Linked DNA regions of Mus musculus: regions 1 and 2 are each linked to region 3. Evidence: chromatin contacts called from public HiChIP or PLAC-seq data. All regions are on one chromosome and are shown on one strand. The core of a region is the stretch at or near the end of the contact, and the rest is flanking DNA. Distances in the headings are between cores, read along the strand shown.

The links. HiChIP or PLAC-seq counts read pairs in DNA pulled down with a chosen protein or histone mark.
Region 1: a contact with region 3 is called in a CTCF HiChIP or PLAC-seq map of CD8 T cells, with 9 read pairs. The contact joins the promoter of 4930519D14Rik here to the enhancer-like site in region 3. A contact is called at or near these places in 1 of 39 promoter capture datasets (the 3T3-L1 cell line), 1 of 15 datasets of contacts at CTCF or cohesin (CD8 T cells), 2 of 484 Hi-C or Micro-C datasets (bone marrow-derived macrophages and cardiomyocytes) and 3 of 115 datasets of contacts at active chromatin or transcription factors (CD8 T cells, bone marrow-derived macrophages and large pre-B cells).
Region 2: a BATF HiChIP or PLAC-seq map of CD8 T cells shows a contact between it and region 3, with 7 read pairs. The contact joins the promoter of Dusp22 here to the enhancer-like site in region 3. A contact is called at or near these places in 1 of 39 promoter capture datasets (macrophages), 1 of 15 datasets of contacts at CTCF or cohesin (the NIH/3T3 cell line), 2 of 484 Hi-C or Micro-C datasets (the AML12 cell line and cerebral cortex), 3 of 115 datasets of contacts at active chromatin or transcription factors (CD8 T cells and bone marrow-derived macrophages) and 3 of 9 other capture datasets (adipose tissue, liver and macrophages).

The regions. Positions count from the first base shown.
Region 1 is chr13:30,613,766-30,616,485 of GRCm38.p6, forward strand. It overlaps 4930519D14Rik (RIKEN cDNA 4930519D14 gene), which reads left to right and starts at 1,278. Exons shown (of 4, transcript NR_045975.1): 1 at 1,278-1,308; 2 at 1,997-2,191. It overlaps Gm35109 (a long non-coding RNA gene), which reads right to left and starts at 1,110. Exons shown (of 4, transcript XR_001780836.2): 1 at 799-1,110; 2 at 577-673.
Region 2 is chr13:30,658,787-30,661,488 of GRCm38.p6, forward strand. Dusp22 (dual specificity phosphatase 22) reads left to right here and starts at 1,273. Exons shown (of 7, transcript NM_001037955.4): 1 at 1,273-1,360. The coding sequence starts at 1,340. It overlaps Gm35158 (a long non-coding RNA gene), which reads right to left and starts at 1,257. Exons shown (of 3, transcript XR_382157.3): 1 at 665-1,257.
Region 3 is chr13:30,864,394-30,867,101 of GRCm38.p6, forward strand. Exoc2 (exocyst complex component 2) reads right to left here. Exons shown (of 28, transcript NM_025588.2): 22 at 438-554. Among named protein-coding and RNA genes, the nearest start is that of Hus1b, 82 kb to the right of the region's middle. Within about 2 kb of position 1,293, at least 23 of the 459 cell types and tissues checked have an H3K27ac peak or open chromatin away from gene starts, as enhancers often do. A contact at or near this core is called in CD8 T cells, where this site is marked.

The sequences.
Region 1 (2,720 bases), core at 28-2,527, 250 kb before region 3:
GTTTCTGTGACACTGGATCCTATACCATGGATGGTGCCTGGATAGAAGCAGAAATGTGGAGAGCATTCTCGGATCAGCTTGGGAGCTGGAGCTGCGTTTTTCTGACACACGGACACTTGGGAACACATTCTTCCGAGTTTCCCACTGTCAGTAAGTTGTCTTCCATTCCTTAGCCAGGGACTCATATCTTTCTTCAAAAGTGCCTCCCCCTTCCTTTCTGTGTGGCCTACCCATGTCCACAGTGAACCCAGATAGGCCCAAAAGCAACAGTTCTCACCTTAGAAACCTGGGATGAGTGAGCACCAAGATCTTCCCTTTCATAAACAAAAGTTAAAAGGAAGGAAGAAGAGTTTGGACACTTTCCTAGAACGAGTTGCTTTCCCTCCGAGTGCTCTCTCTCTTCTCTCTCAGTGTCTCTCTCACTCTCACCCCCTCCCCTCAGTAGTTGTTTCCATTTATGCCTCTTTCTCTTTCTGTCTCTCTCAGGCATGTTCTTTCTCTGTCTCTCTCTCTGTCTCTTGGTTTCTCAGTTTTTTTTTTTCCTTCCTGACATCAAAGGGCAGAAAAGAAACTTACCTTGTTTAAACTGACCAGGACCAGGACAGGGTGCCCACCCACACAGAGACAAGTGTGAAGAAGTATGGTTAGTCACTTTACAAAAAGAAACTTCTCACTGGGGAGAACAGAGAGCGAGAGGTCAAATTATTTATACATTTCATATGATAAGAGATGATCAGAGTCTATTAAGCCAGGTGGACAACCAAGGCATTGAAAGGATAACCACAAGCACAACCTCACCAAGCCAGATCTTTGCCCTGTTGGTGCATCTATACCAGGTCCTGGGAATCTGGGTTTCTGAGGAAACTGAAGGATTTTCTGGAAAGAACTGTCATAGGCATATGGAAGCTTGGTTTCTGCCTTGGAAGCCATGTGGACAGAAAGTGCAATGGTCTGGCTTTTCTGAGTCTGGAGCAGGCTTCTCTTTGAGTGTTTTTTTCTCCCTATGGCATAGACACGCCCTCTCAGGTCTGCCTTCTCACCCTCCCCTCATTTCAAGCATGTGCTCATATCCAAGAGCCAAGTTCATTTGAGACCTACTGGCTCTGAGGGGTCACAAGAAGCCTGTTGACTGCTGGTGCCATGGCAACCACTCTCACAGAGTCCAAGGCAACGGAGGCCTGCCTTCCCAGATATACCACTTCTATGTTTTTCTTTTTTGGTAATTTCCTTTGACCCTGAGTTAACTCATCCCCATTCCCATTATCGTTGGACTACAGGTCACCCAGGCTTCAGGCATAACTGTTAAAGGTAGGAAATCGTATGCCTCTGTGGCACTTCGGTGCTTCTAGAAGCTTCTAGAGGGTTATCGGCTTATGTGGCCTTTGCATTACTTTTAAGCTTCTAGCTTCAAAGTTTCACCCTCTTGGGTAACAGTTTCTTCTGATATTGAAACATTCCATCATTCAGGGAGCCTTTTTAAACAGGGAGGTAAGCAACTCAAAAATAGCTTCAGCCCTGAAACTGACCAGATTCACTAGTCTGTGTCAGCATAATAAAAAGCTGAGAGTAACTCTCAGACAGGACAAGCTGCAGAGAAGACTCTGAGACCAGACCAGTTGTCTGGAAGAGATTCAAGTCCAGAGCTACAACCCAACTTACTGAGCTCCCTGCAGACAGGGTGTGCTGTGTGATCCAGGTTCCCAGGGTTATCTATGCTACTGTGGGATTTGGTGATGCAGTTTGTATTTGTGTTTTTTTTTCTGCTCCTGTAATTAACTCCTTCAACCTTATTTCTGTGAATAACCCCCAACAAAACTCACTGGTTCACCAAGTTGGACTTGGTTGGTATTTGTTTTTGGTTTGTCATGAGTTTCCTCTCTGGGGTGAGCAGACTTGTGTGTTGCATCTCCTTGGGACAACTTTTGTCGTACAATACAGCCCTGAACTGGAGGTTTATCATAGAACAAAATACAAATACTCTTTCTTTTGTCCACAGAGCTTGATAAACACCTACCGTGGTTACCACTGCAAACATGCTGCCGAGTATTGATGTTCCCATCCATATTCCATCCTTGTTTCTAACAGGAGGACTTCAGATGGCACACTGCACACTGTCCTTGTGATGGGTGATTCGATGGTTTACCAACTTGTATCCAACATTACTTCGTGAAAGAACAGTTCTAACAATTTTGTAAGATTACCTTATAATTCCTAATTCCTTCCCTACATATGTATAACTCTTGGAATTTTTACTGAATTGATTATAATAGCCATTTTTCCTTTTTTTTTTAAAGTGTCTAGTCACGGCATTTATTCACATATTTTAAAATTAAGAATTATTTCATTTATTTTTATAGGACCTGTGATTATGTTTTTTTATTTTTATTTTATTATTTTTTTAGATTTATTTTTTTCACTTTTTATTGGGTATTTATTTCATTTACATTTCCAATGCTATCCCAAAAGTCCCCCACATGCTTCCCCACCCACTCCCCTACCTACCCACTCCTACTTCTTGGCCCTGGCGTTCCCCTGTACTGAGGCATATAAAGTTTGCACAACCAATGGGCCTCTCTTTCCACTGATGGCCAACTAGGCCATCTTCTGATTCATATGCAGCTAGAGACATGAGCTCCGGGGGGTATTGGTTAGTTCATATTGTTTTTCCACCTATAGGATTGCAGATTCCTTCAGCTCCTTGGGTACTTTCTCTAGCTCCT
Region 2 (2,702 bases), core at 23-2,522, 210 kb before region 3:
CTCAAAAAAGCTATGCAAAGAATTGGGCGTTGAGATGTCAGTAACACAGGACCCTGTGTAAGATCAAGCCTAGGATGTCTAAGAAAAAACAGAGCAGCCCCTGGGGCTGATTCCAGGAAGGGGGAGGGTGATCTAAGGCCAGCAGAATTGGGCTTGAAACATGGCATTATCTTCATTCAACAAGTACTGGCATCTACTGGGTGTAGGGCGTTGTCAAGAATACAAAATGGAAATGAGAAACCTTTAGTTCAGTGGTTCTCAATCTTCCTAATGCTGTGACTCTTTAATATGGCTACTCATAACTTGGTGACCCCCAACCATAAAATTATTTTCATAACTGTAATTATTTTCATAACTGTAATTTTGCTACTGTTTTAAATAGTAATGTTAAGTATCTGTGTTTTCTGAGGGTCTTGGGTTACCCAAGTGAAAGGGATGTTCAAACCCCCAGGTCTTAGTGCCTATAAAGGAAATTAAAATTTTACCAAGGATAAGCCAGGCACGGTGGTGCACACCTTTAATCCCAGGTGCACACCTTTAATCCCAGCACTCGGGAGGCAGAGGCAGGTGGATTTCTGAGTTCGAGGCCAGCCTGGTCTACAAAGTGAGTTCCAGGACAGCCAGGGCCAGGGCTACACAGATGTCTCGGGGAAAAAAAAATTACCAAGGATGATAGATGGCCCACATGCTAGAATGCATGCACACGCTAGACAAAACCGCAGTGCAGGTACGTGGGGGCTTTCTGGGGGTAGTCATTGCAACACACTGCCCTGAAAAAGACCATTTAGAGACAGTTGGGTTCCTCTCCTCGACCAGGGTCACGTCTCTGCAGAGGTGAGTCACCTAGCCCACCTTTCCCAGAGCATGCTCCTTCTCGGTCTGAGTTGGGTGGGGCAGGGCCCACAGGAATCCCCCGCCTTGTTGGCTCAGAAAACCCAGACAGGGGAGCCCCTCTAACAGGGGAGTCAAGGCCTGAGACACTGCCCGTAACTGGCACCAGGGAGCCCCAGGGGAAACCGCCTTTAGGGACTTGGGGACCCCCCTACCGCTGCGCCTGCCTCCGTCCACCCCACCCCCCACCCGGCGCGCGTGCGCAAACTGCAGGGTTGTAGGCTGGGGCTCATGCGCGAGCACGAGCGCGTGCGCGCTGGGCGTCCGGCCGCGGGGGCGAGGGCCGCTGTCCCCGACGTCCGCACGGCCGGACAGTAATGCCGCGTCCCGGGTGGAGCGCGCAGCGAGCGCCGCCCTGGCGCCGCCTCCCGCTGCCCCGCCCGCCTGCCCGCCCGGCTGCGCGCCCGGTCTCCTCCCGCGAGCGCGGAGCGGCGAGCCCGGCGCGGCCATGGGGAGTGGGATGAGCCAGGTAACGTCCGGTCCCGGCCGCACCCTCTTTTCTGCAGCCTCCGCAGCCCTGACCCGCACAGCGTGCCCCTTTGAGAGCGGGGGACCCATGCTGGAGCTGGTCTGTCTCCCTCCCCTGAGACCGGGCCCCTTGACGTCTGCCACCCACAGCATTGGTGAACCGGGCCAGATGGGCGGCTTCTGTAATTTCCTCTTTTCCCCAGATTTGTGTGCGCGTGCACAGATAAGCCACTCTGGTGGGGGAAGTTCACGGAAACCCTAGAACTGACATGGCTTTCGGTGTCTGGAGCTGGTTGACCCTGGGTTGTGGGGCTTCCTTAGGGCAACCTGTTGGCTGGCTGTTGTGGCCGCAAGGCCTTCTAGAAACTCTTTCTTTGCCCCTGTGGTGGCCCAAACCTTCTGGGCCGGTTTTCTCACCCCTACCCCCTAGATTGAGGATGATCTGGCGGTGACAGTCCTCCGGGTTCTATTTGTGTCAGTCTCAAGGTTAAGGAACTTGCTGGTTCAAAGAGAAATCTTACTAAGGCTCTGGATGCCCAGGACTAAGACAAGTACTTCTACAAGTATTTTAAATGGTCCTGGGTTTGGTTAGCTTCTGGTGTTACCCCCCATCTTGTCTCCACTTACTTTATCCATCATGTTTATAGGTTCTAACGGTGTGGCTCGCTTTCTCCCCTTCTTTCTTCACCCTTTCACATTTGTCTCTGCTTTGTGGCGAGGGGCTCTGCAGTGGTTTAGTTACTTCCATGGGAATGATTATTGAGGCAGAGATCCAAGACCGAGGAGGGAACGAACATGTCTTTGATGGAAGCCTGCATGCTCCTTGCACAGTCTCCATGTTTTTGTGCGTTGTGACTTTTGTGTGTTGGTGACTAGGATTTTATTATTTTATTATTATTATTATATTATTATTATTATTATTATTATTTTCGCCAGTGATCAAATTTGAAACAAACTCCCTCTCATGAATATATGCTTGTATTATGTTCCCATTAGCACAGGGATCAGTCATCGCTCTGAGCTTTCTGCTTTTAAAATTAGACCGGTTGAAGATGTCCGCCTGGGGCTGACAGACTCTGCTTGCTTTCCCTTGACATTTCTAGTTGGCGCCACTGTTTACTGTCCCTTTCTGCATTTGGTTTCTAGTATTTTATATTCTAATTGAAAGAATGGGTTTAGGTATACAAGTGATTGATTGCCTAAGGGATATTCTTTTCATACTTCTCAGCGAAGGTGGCAGTATTCATATCCACATTGTGCTATTTACTTCTTATAGTAGATTCCTTGACTATTTTATTATCATAACCAGCTTGTACAGACACAGTTTCTAGTGTAGAGATGGA
Region 3 (2,708 bases), core at 43-2,542:
GTGCTTAAGCAGACAGGCTAAGGGAGGGCTGCAGTCGGGAAGAGAAGACAGGAGGCAGAGGTTGGATCAGCAGGAAGTGATCCCTTGCAGTTAGGATCAGGGTTGCTCTCAGCAGTGCCTCAAGGTTTCTTCCGTCAGGAGTCAATGGGGAAGATTCTTAGATTTAGGTTTGACTTTTTTCTCCTGATTGTCTTGCCTGACCTTTGAACAGACTTTTAGAACAGGGTTAAGTTAACCAGTTCAACCATCAGACAGTTTTGCTCCTGAGTAAAGCAGTGTTACATTAACAATTTAAAGTGAGGAAGGAAATCATTCTCAGATGGGTAGGGTGAAGAGTGAGCATGGGGCCTGGGGAACTGGGGTACAGGGAGGCAAGAGGTGCTGAGACGATAATGTGGCAAAGCGCTGGACTTGCCTACTAACTACAAAGCACTTACCTGTGTTATTTTCTCTATTCCCTGGAAGTTGTGTTTTTCAAAATGTTCTGCTATGTTTAGGAAGGTGTGACGTTCTAAATAGCAGCAATTACTCAGGACTATCAAAAGCCTCTGCTCCTGTAATTCAAACAGACCATAACAAACTTAGACAGTACTGGTGAATTTAAGAGATAATCCTGATCTTGTATTAAGTACAGTGATAGGCTTCTGCCCTTTAACATCAATATCCTATGCCTTGGTTTTCTTGGCTGTGTCCTAAAATTAACACACAGAGAAGCATAACACTGAGGATTTAAACAGGGATTTGGGGTAGAAACTCAACAGTGAAACCTTTTCTGGAATGCTCAAGGCTCTGTGTCCTACTTCCAATATCCTCCAAAGGAAGAGTCAAATGTTCCATTTAACATTTTATGTACACAAAGGCCAAACAAGTTGATATTATGAATAACTACATAAAGTGTAGGAACTATTAGAAAATGGTTTATGAATCATCCACAACTTGAGAGAACATTTTAATGCCATACTATCTATCTGAAGGGCTCCTTGTTCCTTCCTTGGCCCAGTGTCCTGGGGCCCAGTCCCATCCCATGTCCATGCCAGCCTCCCCAAAAGACAGGGAGAGGGGAAGAATGCCTCCTGCTGTTACAGTCTTCAAGGCTCTGTCCACCTAAACAATTCCTTACAAAATTGTTAGACTATAATTGTAGTCTAATGAATACAGTGGATTTTTACAGTTCAGAAGAACTCTATCTGTAAATAAAATTCTAGGAATGGCCCCTGCTCTGCTGCTGCTGTGGTTCACTTCAGGGCAGCCTGGGCCTGAGCTCCTATAAGTGGGAGGCATTCTCTGGAATGGTGACTCATCCAGGGCCCTCAGTGGAGATCCTTGACTAAAACTAAGGCAAAACCACTTTCCAGGAACAGTTCTCACCCACACTTGGTTACTCTTTCTGTGCAGAATCAGAGTAACTTACAGTTAAGTACTCCAGGGGAGAAAATGCAGAAAAACAGAGGTTCTTGCTCTTTGAGGTGTGGGGACTAAAGGATGAACTAAAGTCTCTAAAGTCAATAAGCAAGCAAATCCATCTTCTGGTAATTATATATCTCCCCACTTCTTCATTACAAGTGCCTGTCATTATTTTCAGCACAAAAAGCCAGGCGTGGTGGTGCATGCCTTTAATCCCAGCACTTGGGAGGCAGAGGCAGGTGGATTTCTGAGTTCGAGGCCAGCCTGGTCTACAAAGTGAATTCCAGGACAGCCAGGGCTATACAGAGAAACCTTGTCTCAAAAAACCAATTATATATATATGTACATATGTACGCCTGGCTTTTTGGTCATCAACAGGCATATATAAAGCCTACAACACCATTAAATAGCCCAGAAAAACAGAAGGCTGCTGCTAGGGGCCCTGAAATAACTTTTAGATAGGAAATGGAATATAAAAAAGGCCAGAGGAAGTCATACTGTAAATGACATTATTTTTCTAAAGTGAATATATGGCAGAATGGCAGAGAAACTAAGCTAGCTGGGCATGTGAGGCCATCTTCCCTTCTGCTACCTTCTGTTTTATCCTAACACATTCTTCTCATAGTGCAGGAAGTAAATGACTTTGCAGCAGCTACTCCAAACACACAGAACCCCCTCAATGTCTCAAGTGGCTTCAAGCCTGTCCTTTACCAGTCTTTCATTTAGGATTAAGACTTCCATTCTAGTTGATTGAGTGTGCAAGTCTATCCTGCCCTGTTCCCCCACTGTGCTGACTTGGTTTCTCCATTACAAGACTTCTGGACCCTCTTCAAAGTGAGAACTACTTCAGTAATCTAAAGACTAACTCTCAGCAAGTACATTTTGTTTGTGTATGTTATATTGAACATTACATGAAAGTGGGAAGAAAACAGAATAACAAGAATCTAATTCTTAAACTTAGATGGTTAATCTGAAGTTTGTTTGTACCTGGTATAGAGATGTACATTTGACCATAATAGTCTCTGTATATGAAGGAATGAGTCTTATGTAGTACTTCTCTGTACTCCTAGTCAGCACCAGCAATGAACCCTTGAGACTGTGAATAAAGTCTTCTGACTCAAAATCTAGATCTTTTTCAATGTTATCCATTTCCTTCTGAATAATACAACCCTGAGAGGATCTGGGTCCTCTCAGAACACAAGTCAGATCTGATGAGATCCCTCCACTAGGGAAGAACACAGGCACAGATTTTGGAAACAAAGGAACATAACTTGGGAAGTGATGGACAGGTAAGCTGTTGTGAG